Regions from separate parts of the Mus musculus genome. Here all the other regions are linked to region 3. The links are chromatin contacts, called in public promoter capture Hi-C maps. All regions are on one chromosome and are shown on one strand. Each heading gives the region's core, a stretch centred on a gene start, on an enhancer-like site or on the middle of the called end of the contact. The rest is flanking DNA. Distances are from core to core; before and after follow the strand shown.

What was found. Promoter capture Hi-C pulls out the DNA fragments that hold promoters and counts their contacts.
Region 1: a promoter capture Hi-C map of pre-B cells shows a contact between it and region 3, with 3 times the contacts expected there. The contact joins the promoter of Suz12 here to the promoter of Wsb1 in region 3. A contact is called at or near these places in 3 of 39 promoter capture datasets (hippocampal neurons, liver and pre-B cells), 1 of 484 Hi-C or Micro-C datasets (embryonic stem cells), 1 of 115 datasets of contacts at active chromatin or transcription factors (acute myeloid leukemia) and 1 of 9 other capture datasets (adipose tissue).
Region 2: a promoter capture Hi-C map of liver shows a contact between it and region 3, with 4 times the contacts expected there. The contact joins the promoter of Tefm here to the promoter of Wsb1 in region 3. A contact is called at or near these places in 2 of 39 promoter capture datasets (both in liver) and 1 of 9 other capture datasets (pancreatic islet).
Region 4: a promoter capture Hi-C map of hippocampal neurons shows a contact between it and region 3, with 3 times the contacts expected there. The contact joins the promoter of Sarm1 here to the promoter of Wsb1 in region 3. A contact is called at or near these places in 5 of 39 promoter capture datasets (embryonic stem cells, hippocampal neurons, liver and 1 more), 3 of 115 datasets of contacts at active chromatin or transcription factors (embryonic forebrain, embryonic midbrain and pancreatic cancer cells) and 1 of 9 other capture datasets (embryonic stem cells).
Region 5: a contact with region 3 is called in a promoter capture Hi-C map of embryonic stem cells, with 4 times the contacts expected there. The contact joins the promoter of 2610507B11Rik here to the promoter of Wsb1 in region 3. A contact is called at or near these places in 1 of 39 promoter capture datasets (embryonic stem cells) and 1 of 9 other capture datasets (adipose tissue).
Region 6: a promoter capture Hi-C map of hippocampal neurons shows a contact between it and region 3, with 4 times the contacts expected there. The contact joins the promoter of Slc46a1 here to the promoter of Wsb1 in region 3. A contact is called at or near these places in 5 of 39 promoter capture datasets (embryonic stem cells, hippocampal neurons, liver and 2 more), 2 of 484 Hi-C or Micro-C datasets (Sertoli cells and embryonic stem cells) and 2 of 115 datasets of contacts at active chromatin or transcription factors (astrocytes and embryonic stem cells).
Region 7: a contact with region 3 is called in a promoter capture Hi-C map of hippocampal neurons, with 3 times the contacts expected there. The contact joins the promoter of Rnf135 here to the promoter of Wsb1 in region 3. A contact is called at or near these places in 2 of 39 promoter capture datasets (hippocampal neurons and pre-B cells).

What each region holds. Positions count from the first base shown.
Region 1 is chr11:79,991,392-79,994,429 of GRCm38.p6, reverse strand. It overlaps Suz12 (SUZ12 polycomb repressive complex 2 subunit), which reads right to left and starts at 1,324. Exons shown (of 16, transcript NM_199196.2): 1 at 831-1,324. The coding sequence starts at 1,110.
Region 2 is chr11:80,140,689-80,143,779 of GRCm38.p6, reverse strand. It overlaps Tefm (transcription elongation factor, mitochondrial), which reads left to right and starts at 1,627. Exons shown (of 4, transcript NM_183275.2): 1 at 1,627-1,703. The coding sequence starts at 1,661.
Region 3 is chr11:79,253,270-79,256,055 of GRCm38.p6, reverse strand. It overlaps Wsb1 (WD repeat and SOCS box-containing 1), which reads left to right and starts at 1,361. Exons shown (of 9, transcript NM_019653.3): 1 at 1,361-1,703. The coding sequence starts at 1,664.
Region 4 is chr11:78,496,499-78,499,239 of GRCm38.p6, reverse strand. Sarm1 (sterile alpha and HEAT/Armadillo motif containing 1) reads left to right here and starts at 1,486. Exons shown (of 9, transcript NM_172795.3): 1 at 1,486-2,251. The coding sequence starts at 1,782. Vtn (vitronectin) reads right to left here and starts at 120. Exons shown (of 8, transcript NM_011707.2): 1 at 1-120.
Region 5 is chr11:78,260,372-78,263,228 of GRCm38.p6, reverse strand. It overlaps 2610507B11Rik (RIKEN cDNA 2610507B11 gene), which reads right to left and starts at 1,475. Exons shown (of 39, transcript NM_001002004.2): 1 at 1,312-1,475; 2 at 401-530. The coding sequence starts at 1,379.
Region 6 is chr11:78,464,335-78,467,400 of GRCm38.p6, reverse strand. Slc46a1 (solute carrier family 46, member 1) reads right to left here and starts at 1,700. Exons shown (of 5, transcript NM_026740.2): 1 at 1,396-1,700; 2 at 198-1,050. The coding sequence starts at 1,623.
Region 7 is chr11:80,182,250-80,185,276 of GRCm38.p6, reverse strand. It overlaps Rnf135 (ring finger protein 135), which reads right to left and starts at 1,408. Exons shown (of 5, transcript NM_028019.4): 1 at 1,022-1,408. The coding sequence starts at 1,360.

The DNA of each region.
Region 1 (3,038 bases), core at 75-2,574, 740 kb before region 3:
AACATATGCCACGGATATAGTGTAAATAAAGAGATTCAACGGCAAAGCTGACTTCATTCAAGTTGCCGTAAAATACCCAGCTAGAAGATTGCTAAATTCCACTATCTACACAAAAGAGGTGCAAAACCATCAGGATATAATGCCCACTTAGTAACAATTTTATTTATAGTCATAATGTTTATAAATTCTATTGTTTGTTTCCAGGCACTGTGTGATCCCCTTTCCAAAAAAGTCAGTTTCGCCCTCCACGCATCTTTTAAAACGAAAAACCGGGATTTAAAAAAAAAATGTTCTGGAATTAAGAAACAACTCCAAGGTTGTCCACGGAGAGGACGCTTGCCCCATTCTGTCTCTCTCAGTCTACGCACCCATAAAATGGGCGGAAAGGTTTGAAAAGCTTAAAAGGTTTCAAATGCTGCGTGTTCACTCACACGCAGCCAGAGTGGGTACGAACGCATTTCAGACCCATGACAATTTCCTCGGCTTTACAACACTCATCTCCGGACAGGCTGTGTCTCGTCCCCCCGAAACCTACAACTATAATCCCTGTACTTGTGGAGTAAGGAAGACACAAACGAAAACACCAACTCGTCTCGGGATCTATATGCGCTCAGTTCAACCGTCACGTCCCCACCTCCAAGGCTGCTCTGAACCTGGGGGCCCCGGGGCGACCCTTCCGGGAGTCAGGGACCTGCTCGGGACCCCGGCGTTCCCCAGCGAGTCCTCCCTCCACTCCCAAAGCAAGTGGACTCTCCGAGAACCCGGCGGAGTGCCCCGTGCCCCGAACGCCGGAGAGGGGCACCCCTGCCCTCGAAGCCGCTCACACTCACTCTCAAAGGCCTGGAGGAAAAGCTCGTGGTCAGCCTGGACGTGCTCCATTTTCGGCTTCTTCACCGGCAACACCGCGGCCCCCGCCGCCGCCGCCGCGGCCGCCGCCGAGGAGGAGGAGGCCGAGTAACTGCCGCCGCCTCCACAGCCCCCGCCGCCGGATTTGCCGCCCGAAGCCGCCGCCGCCACCGCCGCCGCCGAACCCCCGAAGCCGCCTCCCCCGGACCCCGCGCTGGGCCCCGAGCCGCCCCCTCCCCCACCGCCGTGCTTCTGAGGCGCCATCGCGGTTCCTGCCTCCTCCCCCCGCCAGCTACCCGCCGGGCGGCCCCGGAGAGTGAGCGCGCCTGCTACACCAACCGCTCGCCCCAGCAGGCTCCAGCGGACCGAGGGGGGAAGGAGGAGAGAGGGGAGGAGAGGGGAAGGGAAGGGAGGAGGAGAGGAGGGAAGGAGGGAGGAAAAAAAAAAAGTGTCTCCTCCGAGCCCCGCTCCGCTTCGGAGGCCGCTCACCCTACCCTGGCCTCGCTCCGCCCACTTTCCCCGCCCGGCGCTCTGATTGGCCGGCGGGAGCGCGCGCCGCCGGGCCGCCCAGCCCGTTGGTCCGCAGAGTCCCCCGTCAGTCACGCGGAGGCGCTTCTCGCGGAGGCGCGGCTTGGTTGGCCCGTGCGCGCTGCCGACCGCGGGCCCGGACGCCTCTTTGAACTGAATTCGCGGGAAAATGAGGGGTCGGAGCGGCCTTCCTGCTCGTCCCGGTGCATTGTGGGCAGAGGGGGACTCGCGAGCGGCTTTGGGAGCCGTTTCTCGCCTTGAGAGCTTCGTCAGTCGCCGCCCCCAGGGGGGCAGAGGTCCCCTGGAGAGAGAGGCGGGTGACTGAGAAACTGAAGGCGAAGGGGCCTTTGAAAGGAGCGGAGGTCCACCGCGGATCCCGAGACTGTGTGGTCTCAGGAAGTGACCTGCCCCGGGGGTGCTGTGTGCTCAGTCTCATCTCCACTGAGGCAGGAGGAGATCGGATCCCCTGGCCGCCACGTGCCCCAAGCCACCCATGGCCGAAATCCCCTAGCGCAGCCACTGGGTTGTCGGACGTGAAGGGCTCGCCTACGAAAGGGAGCGACCTATTTTGTGGCGGCCGTTTCTCAGAAATTAAGGAGACTTGGTTTTGTTTTGTTAAGTGATGTGAGGTTTTGGGATTCTGTGGAATTGGGTTGTGGCTTCTCAACACGATGCGAGCAAAGTAGATACTTCATTTTCTCTGAGACAAATAGGTGATTCGAAGTAAAGACATTTCTTGAAGTTTTATTTATTGTACTGCCAAAAGCTTGTGAGGAACGCTGTGTTTTGAGTGTCTTGTTTAAAAAGATAGATAAACTGGGCGGTGGCGCACGCCTTTAATCCCAGCACTCCAGAGGCAGAGGCAGGCGGATTTCTGAGTTCAAGGCCAGCCTGGTCTACAAAGTGAGTTCCAGGACAGCCAGGGCTACACAGAGAAACCCTGTCTCGAAAAACCAAAAAAAAAAAAAAAAAAAAAAGATAAACAGACCCGACCTAAGTCTGTTGGTACAAATTGGCTTACTCTGAATAACTTGGATTTCAAGTTAGACAAAATAACCAGCTTATATTGCTTATATTTTAACTTTCTAAAAATGTTTTTATGCTCGGTGGTGGTGGCACACACCTTTAATCCCAGCACTTGGGAGGCAGAGGCAGGCAGATTTCTGATGCGAGCCTGGTCTACAAAGTGAGTTCCAGGACAGCAAGGGCTATACAGAGGAACCCTGTGCCTAAGTCTACACCAAGGTCGTATGCTGCGGTCCTTACAGCCAAAAGAGGATGTTGCCTCTCCTGGAAATGGAGTCACAGGTGGTTGTGAGGCCTAGGGTGGGTGCTAAGAATCAAATAGAGATCTCTGAGAGAGCAGCCAGTGCTCTCAACTGCAGAGCTGTAAGTCCAACCCCACGTTATGTTTTATATTAAGAAGAAACTTTAGAATGCTCTCATTATACTAGTCTGTATTTAAGAATATTTCTTACTGCAAAATAGGTATATGGTGGGTTTTTTTCCCCCTTATGTTTCTGAAGAACGTCTCTGATGAATGCCACCCCACCGAGGTTTCTGGAGTTTTAGCTGCGGTATTGCTTTATAGCGTTAGGAAATTCAGTCAGGGTCTGAATAATTAAATTACTCTAAGCAAATCCAAAAATATCGCATTACAAACT
Region 2 (3,091 bases), core at 378-2,877, 890 kb before region 3:
TCTCTCTCTCTCAAATATTTATTTATTTATTTATTATATGTAAGTACACTGTCGCTGTCTTCAGAGACACACCAGAAGAGGGCATCAGATGCCATTACAGATGGTTGTGAGCCACCATGTGGTTGCTGGGATTTGAACTCAGAACCTCCAGAAGAGCAGTCAGTGCTCTTAACCGCTGAGCCATCTCTCCAGCCCCCAGGCTCTCTTAAGAATAACTTTTATTTTAGACTTATTAATTTGTGTATATGAGTGTTTTGCCTACATGTATGTCTGTGTGCCAAGTCTGTGCCTGGTGCCTGTGGAGGTCAGAAGAGGTTATTGGACATCCCCGGAACCAGAATTATAGATGGTTGTCAGCCACCATGTGGATGTTGTGAACCAAAGCCGGATCCTCCACAAGAGCAACAAGTACTCTGAACGGCTGAGCCTGTGAATAGCTTTTGTTGTTGATGCCTTTTGAGACAGAGTCATTTTTGTAGTCTAGGGTGGCCTCAAACTCATTACATAGCCTAGACTGGACTCAAACTCACAATTCTCCTCATGCTCCTAAGTGTGGGCATTATAGGTTAGCTACGACGTCTAATATAACCACAAACCCATTACTAGACCCTTTTCCACTCTTCTTCCTTAGCCCAGGTTTCATTCCCCACAGTTCACTCTGCCTTGGCAAGAAAATCTGTTGTCATTCCTCCTACGCCCCGCCCAAGTTACCTGGCAACAGCCAGGTAGGCCTGGCTTTGCTCTAAAAGGAACTGCTTGCCCTCTCTGACTCTTTTCTCTCTGACCCCTTTTCCCCTCTCTCCTCTTCTCCCTCCCCGTCCTCTTCAACGTGTACTGGGCCACCAGTTCGTTCGTGTTCTCTCTCTCTCTCTCTCTCTCTCTCTCTCTCTCCCCCCTTTCCCTGCCTCTACTCCCTTCTTAACTCCCCCCCCCCCCAATAAACTCTATGCCATACTGGAGCTGGGTACCTCGGAGAGGAGGGGATGCCTCAGGATGGGCACCTCACCACACCATACCGCGCTCCATAAAACACAACAATTGTTTTATAAAACATATCACAATAACTTTCCGATTCCTCTTTCTTGTCCTCAGGTTCTTCTACAGTCCAGCCTCACATTGGCTGCAAATGACCAATTTTCTTTTTTTCTAGAAAGCCCCTCTAATCTGACTTTGCAACTAAAAAACAAGCAACCTGCCCGACTTTTTCAACTGTTCCACTTCGCATTCCAAGGATCAAATGTGGCTCCAGACTCACCTCCCCCCATCCTTTTCAAACAGTCAAAAGTGCCCAGCGTCAAAGCGACCTCATACATTGGCCTTATCCCGTGCATCTCTCCCAGATACTCCTCCTCTCAACTCCGGACAGGGTTACATGTGTGCATATAGGCTCCCCACTGTCTGCTGTGTGTCTGGGAACCCAGAGGAGACTCGCCCCAAAACAGGATTAAACCTAGTCTACTCCTATGCATCTCGGCGATCCCGAACGGCCACACTTTCTCCAGAGACCATCAGCCATCAATTACTAGGAACTCCGTTGGCATTTCCCTGAGACTGTCGCTTTCGCCGGAACCCTTCTGCCCAGCCCCGGCCGAGCACTTTTTGTTGGAGCACACGAAACCGGAAGTTGAGGAGGAACACAGGCGTGGGAAAGAGCCTGGCGATGGCTTGGAGGACAAACCTTGCTTGCCTCATCAAGGCCGGAGGTAGGGTTCCTGAGCACGAGGTGGATTGCTTTCCAGTCACTAGCCTGTAACCGGGAGTGGTTCTCTTCTGCCCTGTGTCCGGTTGTCCAGCGTGGAGCTGTAGCGGAGCTGAGGGGCGTTCATGTCCCCCAGCCCCGGAGCCCGTCCGCTTTAATGGCCCGGGGTCCACGCGCGTGCGCCCCTTCCCGGGCCGGAGTAGCTCGCTTAGCCTCTGGCTGTGTCGTCTTCCTGTGGCCGCGCTGGGAGGATGACTTTACACTGTCTTATAAAGTTATCCATTGCACAATGTAGACTGCTTGCAAAAATACAGCCTTGTTAGCAATATTGAGAACCATGCAGAACAAAATAAACCGTCCCCACCACTTAGTTAATATCACCAGCCCCCGCTTGCCCCAGTCAGAGCTCCATGTTGCCCAAGCTGGCCTGCAACTCACTATGTAGCTAAATCCTGATCTTCCTGCTTCCATCTCCTAAATGCTAGGATTGCAAGTGAGGAACACCACTCCTGACCAGCTAAAACATTTATTATAAACGTATAAAGTTTAATTTCCTTTAGTTCCATCAGATGATAAACTAGTAAAAAATGGAACTGGAGATCAATCATAAGAGGCGATACAAAAAATCCTCATAATATTATAAATGCCATAAGTAGCAGACATTTGAAATAATTTTAATTAAAATTAAGTGGTTCTAGGTATAGAAACCAAGGCCTTGCCAGAAACTAGGTCCTATCTAACTGGCCCTTAACTTTTTTGATTGTTTTTACTTTAGCAAACAGTCTCATTGCCTGGAACACTGTACTAGACCAGTCTGGCCATGAACTCTCAGAGGTCTGCCTGGTTTTGCCTCCCAAATGCTGGTTTTGTTTGTTTGTTTGGTTTTTTTGAATCAGGGTTTCTCTGAGTAGCCCTGGCTGTCCTGGAACTCACTTTGTAGACCAGACTGGCCTTGAACTAAGAAATCGACCTGTCTTTGCCTCCCAAGTGCTGGGATTAAAGGCACGTGCCACCACTGCCTGGCTCAAATGCTGGTATTAAAGGTGGACTCTACTTATCCCGAGAAGACTACAATTTCTTTATTTTAATTAATTAAATTTTTGGAGATGAGGTCTCAGGTAGTCCAGACTGTCATAAAACTCTTGGAATCTGAATCTTGTATGGACTGCCCCTCAGGTGCTGAGGTTGTACATACGGAGTTACAGTGCCAGGCAACTACAGCTTCTTCCTTGAGACAGCGCCTCTGTGTAGTACTGGCTATCCTGGTGCAGCTGAATTACTATGAAGTCAAGGCCATCCTGGTCTTCATACTGAATTTGAGTATGAAGACTATCCAGTGACATCCTGTCTCAAAAAAGAAAACAACAACAAAAACCCCACAAACAAACCCAA
Region 3 (2,786 bases), core at 112-2,611:
TCCAGCCCTGCAAGTTTGTGAAATCTGCATATTTTTGTATGAAAACTCAAAAAAAAAATAGCTGGGAAGATGGCTCAGAGGTGAAAATGCAAACCTGACCGTTCGAAAGCCCAGAACCCAGGTTAAAGCAGAAGGCAGGAGATTACAGACTACTACTCTACAATCCCTTCACTCTAACAGGGCTGTCAGGGAGTCGGGAAGTTACAGGGCCAGCTAGCATGGTATACAAGCACTGAAATCATGAGAGACCCTGTCTCAGGAAAGGTGGGAGGTGAGGACTCATATCCTAGGATGTCATCTGACCTCTGAATGCCTGCATTCACACAGAAGCATTTAAGACACATGAACTCTCAAAAAAAAAAAAAGACTCAAAAACATGCACATATCTCATACACACATAATAAATAAATAAGCTAAAAACATTAGGGGACAATAATGGTCTGTATTTGACAAGATTGAATTTTCTTTTTCCTTCTACTGTTCGTCAGGCAGCACCATTGCCGTGCATGAAGTTCTGGACAAACATATTGTCAAGCAGTAACCAAGTAATTTTTTTTAAAGAAGGGGATGATTTATTTCTATTAATCATCATGATCTTAAGAATTTCTACCTTGGGCAAAGGGACATGCACACAGTACATGCACTACCTATGGTGTTTGAGATCTAAAGTTATGCTGGGCAATTCTGTCTTCCAGGAGTATCTGAGAAAATCTAAGCCGTTATCTGTTATCCTTTGGAAGAAAGAGTCCCGCAAGGGCCACTAAAATGCAATGACATCATTTATAGATGGTACTTAGATTGAGATGTGGGGCACACCCAAACAATGATGTGGAATAGCTAGCTGCTTCCTAGAGACCTCAACTTCTGTGGAAGAAGGGCAGATTCTGAGGTAGAGGTCATATTGGCCAGCTCTTCAGGAGACCTGACTTTAGGGACCAATTAGAACAGAGGCAGTCTTGGGGAGGCCTCAGAGGTGCCCATCACCCTGGGTCTCCTTCATCAACTGAGTCTTTCCTAAAACCAGTTTGTTCTGTCCTGACCAATTGGACACCACTATGCTAGTTTCCATCATATCTTTCTTCAGCGCAACCTTCACTTCCCAGGTACTAAGGAGCCAGAGACGTAGCTAAAAGGGATTAAGCACGTGAAACGTCTACTTTGCCCTTTCCGGTTCGGTCACGTGCATTATATAATCCCGGGCTTGCCCTTGGCAATGAGCCTTCGACTTCGAAAATGCCCGCAGGTCGCGCTTTGAGGGCTCACGCCCGTCCGTGAATCCAGACCATCACGTCCCCTGCGTCGAGGGGCGGGGCCTGATGGTCTGACGTCACCCACTACACCCCGCCTCCCAGATATTATCAGTGCCGCCCGCCATCTTGTCTCAGTGTCTGGTTTGGCGGCGGAAGCATTGGCGGGCTGTGTGAGTCTGTGAGTGGAAGGCGCGCCGGCTCTTTTGTCTGAGTGTGACCCGGTGGCTTTGTTCCAGGCATTCCGGTGATTTCCTCCGGGCAGTCCGCAGAAGCCGCAGCGGCCGCCCGCGCTCTCTCTGCAGTCTCCACACCCGGGAGAGCCTGAGCCCGCGTCACGCCCCTCAGCCCCCGCTGAGTCCCTTCTCTGTTGTCGCGTCCGAATCGAGTTCCCGGAATCAGACGGTGCCCCATAGATGGCCAGCTTTCCCCCGAGGGTTAACGAGAAAGAGATCGGTGAGGCTCGGGATGGAGGGGGAGCGCGGGGTCTACCGGCAGAGCGTGAAGGGGCTGGCTCCGGGGCCCGGGGGGAAAACGGGGGTGGGGGATGGGAGAACGGGGAAGTCCGATGCCAAGGCCCACGAGCGCGGGGGACCGGATGCCCGGGCTCCGGAGAAATGGAGAGGAGCAAGGACTGACGCTGCGTGGCGGGAGGAAGCGGTCCCGCGATGGGCGTCGGCCGGGAGTGAATGGACCCAGAGCGGGCCTCCCGAGTTTGCTCAGCGCCGGGCAAACCCTAGTGACACCATCACAGCTGGGGTGCGGATCGGACGTCCTGGGATTCTCCCGGCTGTGTCTTGGATATCGAATGGACCTGGAGAGTTACTAGCATAGGCTAAGTGGTCTATCCTAGGCTCTCTTTGGTGGGAAGAAGTTGTGAACTTTTGTGTTTTTTGAGGCGCAGCAGGAACAGCAGCATCTGTATGTCCGGTACTCTATTGAGAAAGGGACCTGGAGAGGTGTCAGCGGCGTAGAAAAAAAAGTTTTAGTGTTTTTTAAAGGATGGCGTTATGAAAGTGAAGGGTTCTAAGGAGGGAATATGTTGCCCACCTACACGGGGGGGTGGGGGTGGAAGGAGCCGTGAGAATAGGTGGAATGGCTGAAGGAGGGCTATTGTACAGAGGATGTAGCCGTGGCTAGACCTGTCACGCGTCTGGCTGAAGCCTGGACAATGGGGAGTGGAAGGGCGTGGGCCAGACCTGCCCGTTGGCCCCTTTAAAGCACTTAGCATTATTTAAATTCTCTCAAAGGAGTCACCTTTGAGCCCATTGGATGACATTCGTTGAACAAAATTATCGTCAGTAGACACTGACTTTACAGTTTTGTCAATTGGATTTTCATGTCCATGCTAAAGGTAGGGGCAGGACTCCATGAGTGTGTGAAGAGTTCCAGGTCAGGCTATAACTGAGCTACTACCCTCTTTAACAAGGCACTGTCACACTTCCTTTCTGGTCGTGAAATCGGAGGATGGAATGTGAGGAAGAACTTGAATCTGGTTAGCCTTGTTCAGTGATGACTCATGATGTAAGTGCTATGCAG
Region 4 (2,741 bases), core at 237-2,736, 760 kb after region 3:
TTCTGCCCTTTATTTGCTCATCCTCTGGCCCAGCCCCATTGCCCTCCTCCAAACACAGCTGCAGCAAAGGGTCACATTCCCAGAACCCCAGCCCCAGGAGAGCTGGGAAACAGAAAACCCTCGCCAAGACCAAAGTCAGTAGGGTCACGGGCAGGAGGGATAACACGCTTAGCTTAGCTGGGGAGGTGGAAAGAAAGCATGTGTTGTCACCCTCTGAGCCAGTCCCGTTAATCTCCCTGAGCCTTACTTTTTATAAAGTGGGACCATGGTGCCTTGCCTCATCAGGTGTTGAGAGATTCCGTGAGCTAGAACAGACAAAACGTTTCGTGCCTGGAGTAGCTTCCAACTCATTCCCATAAGCCGTTATCGATTTACTGTTTGATCAGGCTAGGTGCTTGTCCCATCCTACCCCCCGCTTCGAATCTGGATTTTTGGGGCAAGAAGGGGGGTTGGGGGAGAGCTGGCAAGCACTTTGGGGGAGGTTTTCTTTTCTTCTCATAAAAGAACAAAGCTTCATTTCTGGCCTCTCCTTGTTCTCTCTAAGCTGGGTGTTACAGCATAGGAAGTAGTGGGTCAGAGTCTATTCTTCTTTCTTTATTTTTTTTAGATTTATTTATTTTATGTTTTGTGTATAAGTGTCTGCTCACATGTGCATCTGTGCACCACATGCATGTCTTGTGTCTATGGAGGTCAGAAGAGGGCTTTGAATACCCTGGAACTGGAGTTTTGAACAGTTATGAGCTGCCGTGTGGATGCTGAGAATCAAACCCAGGTCCTCTGTAAGAACAAGTACTCTTAAAGGCTGAGCCATCTTTCCAGTCCCAGAGCCCATTCCTGAGGCTTTCACTAATCCATTGATCCTCGGGGGACCACCCTGGCCACACCTTCAATGACCTCATTTATTTTAAAAAAAAAATGGACTCATTGGGCATACTTTCTAGACTCACATACTAAGTGGGATTTCTCTATAAAGAAAGTGCTCACTGGGGTAGAGTGCCAGGTTTTGGGCCAAATTCCAAGCACTGGCACACTTCTGAAGCCCCTCCGTTTTCTGTTCTGTAATCACAGGCGAGCGTGCCTTTGGTGTCTCTTCTCTATGGACCGCAGTAGTCTCAGCGGCAAAATGAAACACTAAATTTTACTCCCTACAGACGCGTGAAGCCTAAGTGGAAACCGGCATTAAAGGGCTTTAAGAATCTCAACTGCGATTCTTTAACCATCCGGAGGGGACGTGGATACATGTAGCCAGCTTGCTTCCACATTTTGGGGAGCCGAGCGAGCGGTAGGAAATGGAAGACAGCTCTTTACAGCCCTTTCTACAGCATCTTGCACACCACCAAGGGGAGACTGGGGAGAGGAGGCGGAGCCAGGTGTGGGCGTGGCTGGAGACCTGGGGTAGGGCTTGCGCCTGCGTCGGGGGCGGAGCCCGTGAAACCTAGAGGCGGGGCGTCAAATCCTTGACTCTGCTGCTCAGAGGCGTGGTTGCTGTTGAGCATCTTAGCTCCGCTGTGCTTAGATTGGAGCAGCGCTTTGTTCCGGGCACCGGCGTCTCTACCCTCCCGCGTCTGGTCCATGCTTCTCTCTCCCTTCATGCCCTTCCTAAGTCGCTGAGTCCCGGAGCTGCCCTCCTCCTTCTGCTTCTACACTTGTAGCCCAGCACCTTTACCGGATCCTGTTTGCTTTTTTTTTTTTTTTTTTTTTTCTTTCTCCTCCCAAGGCCGGGGTCTCTCTGCCAGGCCCCGCCCCTCTAGGCCTGGCATGTCCCCTGCTGCCCAGCGCCCATGGTCCTGACGCTGCTCTTCTCCGCCTACAAACTGTGCCGCTTCTTCACCATGTCAGGCCCACGGCCGGGCGCCGATCGGCTGACAGTGCCCGGACCGGATCGGAGTGGTGGCGCCAGCCCATGGTGGGCTGCGGGCGGTCGCGGGTCTCGCGAAGTGTCGCCCGGAGTGGGCACTGAGGTGCAAGGCGCCCTGGAGCGTTCGCTGCCTGAGCTGCAGCAGGCGCTGTCCGAGCTGAAACAGGCAAGCGCGGCGCGGGCTGTGGGCGCGGGTCTCGCCGAGGTCTTCCAGCTGGTAGAGGAAGCCTGGCTGCTGCCGGCCGTGGGCCGCGAGGTGGCCCAAGGTCTATGCGATGCTATACGTCTGGACGGTGGCCTCGACTTGCTGTTGCGGCTGCTTCAGGCACCGGAGCTAGAGACCCGTGTGCAGGCCGCGCGCTTGCTGGAGCAGATCCTGGTGGCTGAGAACCGGTGAGGGAGAGTGGGGTGAGGTGTGGGGTTGCCAGGGCAGTGAAGGTGGTTGGAGACGGTATCCCATTGCTGATTTTGCCCTAAGCCCATAATTCTCCCGTGCATCTGGGTGTCTTTCTGTGTTACCTTCTCACCAGGGCAGCCATGACCTTATTCTGCAGCGTCTGATCAGGAACAGAAAGTTTTTTGGTTTTTGTTTTGTTTTGTTTTGTTTTTGTTTTTGCTAGGACGAAATAGTAGGGGCAGAGAAAACTGAGGTATCTTTCCTTCCTATGGGAAACTGCTTGACTGCTTCTCCTTTGCCTACCTCCTGAGACCTCCTTTTGAACTATTATGAAGCCTTTGAAGGGCCCACTTTCCCGGTCTTCTGGTGCCAGAGCAAAACAGGCTGTCACACTAATTTTCACCAAAATCTCAGGCTCTCAGCTCAGAATTTTTAGAAGAGTCGCTTTCAGCACGCAGCCCTCACAAGTGTCACGACGTGTTTTCT
Region 5 (2,857 bases), core at 226-2,725, 990 kb after region 3:
GATACCAGGCTCTACCACTGAACCACTATTCCAGCTCATTTTAATTTTGAGAGAAGCACTCACTAAGTTGCCTAGGCAGAGCTTGAATTTATAATTCTCTTGCTTCGGCCTCTTGAGAAACAAGAATTACAGGTTTATACCACCAGATCTAGTCCCATAAACACTTGAAACAACTGGCATCTATTGCAGAGTCCTCCAAGTAGCTCCTAAGATCCTCTTGACAATAATAATAATAACAACAACAAAAACAACAACAACAAGGGTGGAGTTAACTAGGAAAACTACCCATGGAGGAAGCTAAAGTTTGAAACCCCCTCCAAACCAACACACACACCACACACTCCCGCCCTTCTCCTCTCTCTCTCTCTCTCTCTTTCTCTCTGCAATTCCCGGAACTCACCACCGTCTGCTGGTGCTGCTGAAACTTAAGACTGACATTCTGGATCCAAAAAAATCGGAAGGAGCCAATCTTTAGCTCTGCCTGCAACTTGCGCTGACACCACCTGGTGGCCAACCGGACCACAAGCCACCTGCAGAAAAAAAACAGTTGGATTATAAGACCCTCTACCCTTTTTGATTCTAGAAAGGCCTTGCAAGGGGTGGTATCCTGAAGCCGGATTTTTCTTAGGAACTTTACGATTTTCCTAAAATATTTCTCTAGTCATACTCATTTAGGCACAACAACCAGAACTACGGGCCCCTAAATTCAAACAAAACTAGGCAAACGAAACTCACCCTCTAAAAGAGGTCAAAAAAAAAAAAAAAAAAAAAAAAAAAGAAAGAAAGAAAGAATAAACAAAGAAACCCTCAAATCTTTAGGAACCCAAAGTAAAAAGAGGTCCTCAAAAGGCAAAGTGAAGGCAGTCGTGTTAAATACGTCATCGCACACTCCTTAGAGGGTCCCTGTCTGCGTCCCCACCCTGCAGCCGTTTCCGAGAAGGCAGAGGTCACTCTCGGAACTGCTCAAACACCGCTCTGCTCTAGCCAGCCAGTCCTCCCGACCTCTCTGCAGGGCGCGGCTGCAGGTGCCCTTCGCAATCTGGGAAGAGGACACGGAGGCGAACGGGGCAGGAAAGGGAGACCACCGAGGGAGGCCCCCTCCCTCACACGCAAACATTCGGTTCCCGGACTGGACATTGCTTCGGGTCCAGCCAGATGCTTCAGCGCCCCTGCCCCCACCTCGCTTCCCCTCGCCTCGGCTGAGCGCCCCCTCCTGCTCGCGCCCCCTCCGCCTAAGGCGCCCGACCAACCCGCGCCTCCTCCAGCCGGTCTTCCTCGACCCCCCCGACCCTGTGGCTAGAATCCCCTCACCGGCCTAGGAAGAGTGCGCTAAGCGCAACCAGCAGCAAGACCAACAGCGCGGAGAGAAATAGAGGCATTTAGGTCCGGGTCCGGCCCGGCCTGGCCCCGACCCCCGCCATGCCGGGCCCTGACGCCGGAACCGCACAGCGCCGCGGCGGGCTTCGGCCGCGCACGCACACGCACGGCGAGGAAGCGTTAGTGCGCGCGCGCGTGTCCCCGCCCCGGCGGCTCGTGGACCAGCCGGCTGGCTCCCTCCACGACCCGCCCCGACCCGCCCCGACCCGCCCCAACCCGCGCGCGCGTGCGCGAGCCCTGAGGGCCGACCAGCGGCTTGCGCGGAGTGGAGGCGTGGCTCTGGAGAGGGAGGGCGGGGCGGACCGCGAACGCGCGGTCCTGCGCGCTACACCTAGAGCGCAGCCTGCGCGGCACGCCGCGGAGCTCCGGGTTCGCGCTGAGGGCGGGGGATCGGAGTCCGCACGAGCTCGCCGGGCGGTGACCAGGATGGGTCGTTTCTACCACTTTGAGGTTCCACTTCCAAAACGCATTCCCTAGGCCATTAAGAGCCGGCCTGGCTGGTGCCGGGCGTGGTGGTGCAGGCCTTTAATCCCAGCACTCAGGAGGCAGAGGCAGGCGGATTTCTGAGTTTGAGGCCAGCCTGGTCTACAAAGTGAGTTCCAGGACAGCTAGGGCTATAAAGAGAAACCCTGTCTCAAAAAAACAAAACAACAACAACAAAAGTTATGTGTCTGTAGGTCATAAGTGATCCTGTCTGAAAAGATTACAGAGAAAATTAAGAGGTAATTCAAAGACCTCAGCTATCTATCATCTCACCCCACAAGGAAACCAACTTTGTTTACTGTCTGAATACTGTTCCAGATAGTATCTTCTTATCTTTTTTTTTTTTTTTTTTTTTTTTTTGAGACAGGGTTTCTCTGTGTAGCCCTCTGTAGACCAGGCTGGCCTCGAACTCAGAAATCTGCCTGCCTCTGCCTCCCAAGTGCTAGGATTAAAGGCATGTGTCACCATGCCTGGGCCAGATAGTATCTTCTAACATCCTTCATGGGGAGAGCCATTCTGTATTTTTAGGTTTGTGCGATTGTGTATAGCACCACCCAGAACAGGGTGAAATATAGAAATAGTGAATATTGTTTTACCCTTTACAGATTATCTGGGAAGCAATTTTAATTACATGAAATACAGAGTTCAAGGTCAAATCAAGCCAGAGTGAATTTTGCATTCTTCATTGTTAAATGAAGGAAGTAGATAAGGTCTGTTATGCTTATTCTCATGAGTCAGTGTCTGACTAATGACTTACTAACACAGTACCAGATAAACACAGTACCAGATAAAGAAATCCAGATGGTTCCAAGGTATTATGAAGTATTTTGTGTTCTTGGTTCTCAGATCCTAATCTGCATATAATTCTTCCAGATTTTTTTGATTGGCCTCTTCAAATAACAACTTCAAGGCCTGTGAGATGGATCTATAGGTAAAGGCACTTGCTGGCCCGAGGAATTGATTTCCATCCTCAAAATCCACAAACTATCCTCTAAAC
Region 6 (3,066 bases), core at 451-2,950, 790 kb after region 3:
TATGAGCTATAATGTACATTAATTACTTTGGCCACTAAAGCTCTGTATTTTCTGTATATCAGAGATGGTATTTTTCTGTGGTTTCTCGGGTGTCTATCCTCTTAGAACACAGGCAGAGAATATAACTCTGGATCCAAAGCCACAGGCTTGAACCACATTTGGGGGGCAATGAGTGAACGGCCCCATTTTCACTTTACCTGTGAACATGAGGGGTGTAATGGTAGCAAACGCAAAGACCACCATTCCCAGGATGTTGAAAGCCAGGCCAATCTCAGCCACCCAGGTGTCAGCCAGGCAGAATTGCAGAAGCCTTAGGCCCAGCAGGCTGGTGAGGTAGGGTAGGTGCTGGGCTGCTGAGCCATAGCCAATCAGCTTGGAGTCCCAGCAGAGGGGTGCGCTCAGCTCATAGAGTGTCAGGATATCTTGAGCCCCAAAATGCACAGTAACCACCACGAATATGGCCAAAGAGTACAGGGCTAGATGCATCCTGGACTTTTCTGGGGCTGGAACCACATATAGCCGGGCAATGGATCGATGATGGCGGAGCGTGAAAAGCCTGGTGGACTTTGGCTCCTTCACCGTCTCACCAAAACAAAATGCTGCGTATAGAGCCATGACAATCAGCAGGGCCAAAGCCAGCCAGAAGGGGTTGGCATAACCCTGGGCCCGGAGCCAGTGACCCCCGAGAAGGCTTGCCAGGGTCCCGGCCACACCAATGCATGCTTCCAGCAGAGCCATCCGGAAGGTGCGACTGTGGTTAGAGCTAACATCTGCCACAGAGGCAAAGCTAGCAGCAAGGAGGCCGTTGAAGTCTCCCAGAAGGGCACAAAGAGCTCGGCCAAGCACGAAGAACCCGACGTGCAGTTCTAGCTGCACCACAAAGATGGACACCACGGCCTGGAGCAGCAGACCAAGAGAGGCCAGCACCAGCAATGGGCGGCGACCCACGCGGTCACTCCAGGCTCCCAGCAGGGTGGACCAGAAGAGTCCCACCAGGAAGCCTCCCACGTTCATGTAGAGGGTCCAGTGAGATGTCAGGGTCTCCACTTCCTGTAAAGACACAATCACTAGTGCGCAGGACCTCACTTTGGTTAGCTACCATCACCATCCTGGGAGCTATAGCCTTGCTTTAGAGCCCTAAGCCTCTTGGAATGTTCCTTCAACTTGTAAAAACAGGCCCTGGAGAAGCATTCCCTCCGTCGCTACACTAGATAACTTTCCAAGCCAGGCTTTCTCTAGGTACACCTCCAGCACAAGGCAGCCAGCCAGGGCAGGCCCCCTTTGGTCTGACCCGCCCACCACGCCACGTGTGTCCCGTCCCCTCGGGGACCCCGTCTTCCACAGGCCCCGCCCCGTGCCGCGCTCCGTATTCACAGCTGCTCTGGTCCCTGCTACCTTCATGAGGGGATCCGCGCTTTGGTTCCCACAGTTCTCCCGGTGGCGGGTGCCATTGTAGCCGAGCTCCGTGCTGAACCGGTGCCAAAGGTACTGTGTGGTGAGCGGTCCCTGCAGAACCAGGGCAAAGTTGGCCAGGAAGACTAGGGGCTCCACGGGGCCGCGGAAAAGCACGGGAGCGTTGAGGAAACTGTGGGGCGAGCCCACGGAGCTCACGCGCCCCTCCATGCGCAAACACGGAGGGGCTAGCACCTCGGAACCAGCTGCGGGAGGCCTGGACCAGTCTGTGCTGTCTGCGCCTGCGCCGGCTTCGGGTGCTTCTGTTAAAAGTCTAGAGGGGCGGAGCGTGAGACAGTCTCAAAAGCTTTGGTCCGCTGAACTCTGGGCTGGGTGTCGTCCAAACAATCCCTGTGGTGTGTCCTCACTTCAGGCAACGCAAAGATACTACCGTGCTGCAGCCCTCCTTCCTGGGCGTCGGAACACTCAAAAGAATAATCACTATATCAATAACTAACATTTATTGACAACGTAACTTTGTTCTGGGGCCAGGAATTCTGAATATATTATCTCGTGGCAACCTTATAGATTAGTCACTTAATGATCCGAATCCAGAGATGTGGAAGTAAGGTCGAAAGGCACGCAGGATTAGCGCACAAGACTGGATATGCCAGCTGCGTGGCATCTGCCTCTCGGCACATGTGCATCTGTGTAAGAACAGCCAGAGCCTGGTGGGCCACACTGGAGTACTTGTGCTCTGCCACTGATCCGTTGACCTTGCCTTCACTTGGAAGAAAATCTTAGTGAAGGCAGGACCTAGTGGCATGTGCTTTTAATCCCAGCACACCAGAGGTGAGGCCAGTTTGGTCTAAGCAATACTAGGCTAACCAAGGCTTGATGTTCTGTCCAAAACAAACAAACAAACAAACAAACCAAGAAAGAAAGAATGCCGAGCATGGTGATGCATGCCTTTAATCCCAGCAATTGGAAGGCAGAAGCAGGCAGATTTCTGAGTTCGAGGCCAGCCTGGTTTACAAAGTGAGTTCCAGGACAGTCAGGGCTACACAGAGAAACCCTGTCTCGAAGAAACCAAAAGAAAAAAGAAAAGAGAGAGAGAGAGAGAGAGAGAGAGAGAGAGAGAGGAAGTATTGGAAAATGACAATGAGATTTGGTACACTGAAAGTATTATTTTATATACATACTTTCAGACCAGGCTAACCTCAGACTCATAGAGATTCCCCTGCCTCAGGCTTCTGGATGCTGTTGCTATTAGACCTAATCGCTGTTGGCTATCATTAATGACTAATAGGTTGTCCCTTGCCCCTGTTCCTGTCCTAGGAGCCTTTCCTGGAGCTAGTGTCACATCAAGGACTGGGATCTGATTCTGCAGTTCTCTTAGAGGGTGGAGTAGAGACAAGAGGAGCCTGAGACTGGAGGCCCCTGGGTGTGGGCCTGTGCTCTTCAGTGCCCCTGTTGTAGGAACTGAGCTGGAGAACAGACATCTGCACTGTTGCTGAGCAGCTCAGACTTCCTGTCTGTCTGTCTGTCTGTCTGTCTGTCTGGGCTTCTGTTTTATTGCCTGTGAAAAAGGAGTGCCCTTACTTGGTGCCGTGGAGATCTGAACACAACACTGAAGCAAACAGATGAAGCCCCCCACCAGGCACCACAGCTTCT
Region 7 (3,027 bases), core at 159-2,658, 930 kb before region 3:
GGATTTCCTCAAGGCCTCCCCAAGTATAGTAAATCTAACATAGCAGCTAATCAGAAACCAACCCATGTAACTTCCCCAGCACCCACTAATGAAGTTTTAGATTACCTAATGTTTGATAAAATTCCTCTAGTTTCCCATGGATGCCTTGTGCCCCTTTGTCTGGGGTCACCATTTTTATAAGTGGCTGGCCCCTGCATGCAGGGTTCTTGCTTTCTTCAAACAAAAAACACTCTTGCCTTTGAATGGGAGTGGTGGTCTCAGTGCGTCGCTTTCTGACCTAATATAACAGGTAAACTCAGACATAAAGCTTATGAGAGATGAGATACAGAGAGGCTGGAGGGACAGGAATCAGGTGTTATTGCTTAGTGAGTGGGTACAGAGGTCTTTTTTAAGTTGATGAAATTACCTTGGCAACAGCGGTGACAGAAGCACAGTATTGGAAATAAGAGAGATGCCATCGAACTGTACACTAAAAAATTGTTCAGATGGCCAGTCGTGGCACCTGTGTTTGATCCCAGCTCTTGAAAAGCAGAAGCAGGCAAAGTTTTGAGTTCAAGTGGCCCACACCTGTAATCCCAGACTTGGAAAGCCGAGGGAGTCACCCCAGGTTCAATGCCATCCTAGTCTAGTCTAGTTAGACCCTGTCTCAATAAATATACAAATAGGCCAATTGAGTTAAGGGGGAAAATGGCAATTTTTGTGGCACATACATTCTACCACACTAAGAATCTCCAGACATCACAGAAGGCTGGGAAAAACTAAAACTATACAAGTGTGCACCACACCTCGGGTGGATGGGACTTGGATTTTTAACTGTTTGTGATGGGATCTTACTATGTAACTCTGGCCCTGTGGGGCAAGCCACTCCAAAACGGGGAATTGCAGGCATGGGGCCACCACATTGGGCTTTTGTATTTCTTTATACAGCTATAAACTTTTTAAGGTTCTCCAGAAAACAGATTAGACTGAGCAAATTTTGTGGCAGAAAAAGAGATCTGGAAGTCCGGTGCAGGCTTCCTACCTGGGGCGCAGAACGCGGCGCGGGGGCGGGTTCAGGCTCCGAGCCAGCCTCGACCTCCCGCGCCGCTTGGAGGTACTTGTCCACCAGGTCTTGCAGCAGCGGGTTCTTGTGCAGCTTGGGCTTTGTCAAGGGACCCTTCCGACATATGGGGCAAGCCCAAGGGCAGCCATCCACGGCCCCACGCTTCGAGACCCACAGGTCATGGAGGCACCGGAGACAGAAGCTGTGGCCACAGGGCAGCGTGGTGGGCTGGTCTAGTAGCCCTTGGCAGATAATGCAGCTCAGGTCGTCCTCGCTCAGCCACACGGGGACTGCATTGCCAGAACAAACGGCCGCCATAATTAGGCGACAGCCAGGAAGCACCCTTAGGTTCCGCCTTGTCCTACTAACTTCCCCGGCAACACTTCGCCTTGTCCATCAGCTCGCCCCGCCCCTCCCATCAGCTCGACCCGCCCAGCTGCTAATTCTCCCCAGCCTCTAAAAGCGCCGGACATTGCTGGCTACCTGCCTGGATTTTGGCCTGGAAAAATCATCTCTCTCTAGTAGTTGGGTCCTGCTCGCCTAGCCACAAACACGCAACCCCAACAACTTAAGCTATGAAGAAGGTCCGCTTCAGGAACTCATTTTAGAATCATAAGAGTATCAAAATTACAGTTATGAAGTAGCAACAAAAATGGGATCTAATGCCCTCTTCTGGTGTGTCCGAAGACAGCTACAGTGTACTCATATGCATTAAATGACATTAAAAGACAGCCTCAGGGGCTGGTGAGATGGTTCAGTGGGTAAGAGCACCCAACTGCTCTTCCGAAGGTCTGAAGTTCAAATCCCAGCAACCACATGGTGGCTCACAACCACCCGTAATGAGATCTGATGCCCTCTTCAGGTGTGTCTGAAGACAGCTACAGTGTACTTACATATAATTAATTAAAAAAAAAAAAAAAAAAAAAAAAGACAGCCTCAGTCTTTATTTGCTCTTCTTAAAAATAAGTAAATCTGGGGGGAGGGTATAGGAGACTTTCGGGATAGCATTTGAAATGTAAATGAAGAAAATACCTAACAAAAAATTGGAAGCCAGGCGTGGTGGAGCACGCCTTTAAGGCAGGCGGATTTCTGAGTTCGAGGCCAGCCTGGTCTACAAAGTGAGTTCCAGGACAGCCAGGGCTATACAGAGAAACCCTGTCTCGAAAAACAAAACAAAACAAAACCAAAAAAAAAAAAAAATGGAAAAAGAAAAAAAAATAAGTAAATCAGGGCTGGAGAGATGGCTCAGCAGTTAAGAGCACTGATTGCTCTTCCAAAGTCCCGAGTTCAATGCCCAGCAACCACAGGGTGGCTCACAACCATCCATAATGGGATCTGATGCCTTCTTCTGGTGTGTCTGAAGATAGCTGCAGTTTACTTACATATAATAAATAAATAAATCTTTAAAAAAAAAATAACCAACTACTCTTCCAGAGGTCCTGAATTCAGTACTCAGCAACCACATGGTGGCTCACAACCATCTGTAATGGGATCTGGTATGTCTGAAGACAGCTACAGTGTACTCATATACATAAAATAAATGAACAAATCTTTAAAAAATAATTTTCTTGCTACTTCACAACTGTAATTTTGCAACTGTTATGAATAGTCATGTGAATATAGGAGTTTGCCAAAGGTGTTATGACCCACTCATTGAGAATCACTGCTCTAGCAGGTACCTCAGCAGTCAGGTCCAAAGAACTTTAGAAGCTAGAGAGGATCCACCTCCCCAGGGAGCTGCACTCTGGAGAGACACATCCAGAATTTGTATTGCAGCTTCTCTGACCGGGGAATTAAAAAAAAATCAGTAAATTCAGAGGACCTCATCAGGCATGAAGGCACACATCTGTAATCCCAGCACTCAGGAGGCAGACAGACAGATCTCTGTTAAGTTTGAGGCCAGCCTGATCTACAGAGTGAGTTCCAGAACACTCAGGGCTACATTAAGAGACCCTGACTCAAAAAAAAGAAAGAAAGAAAAAAAA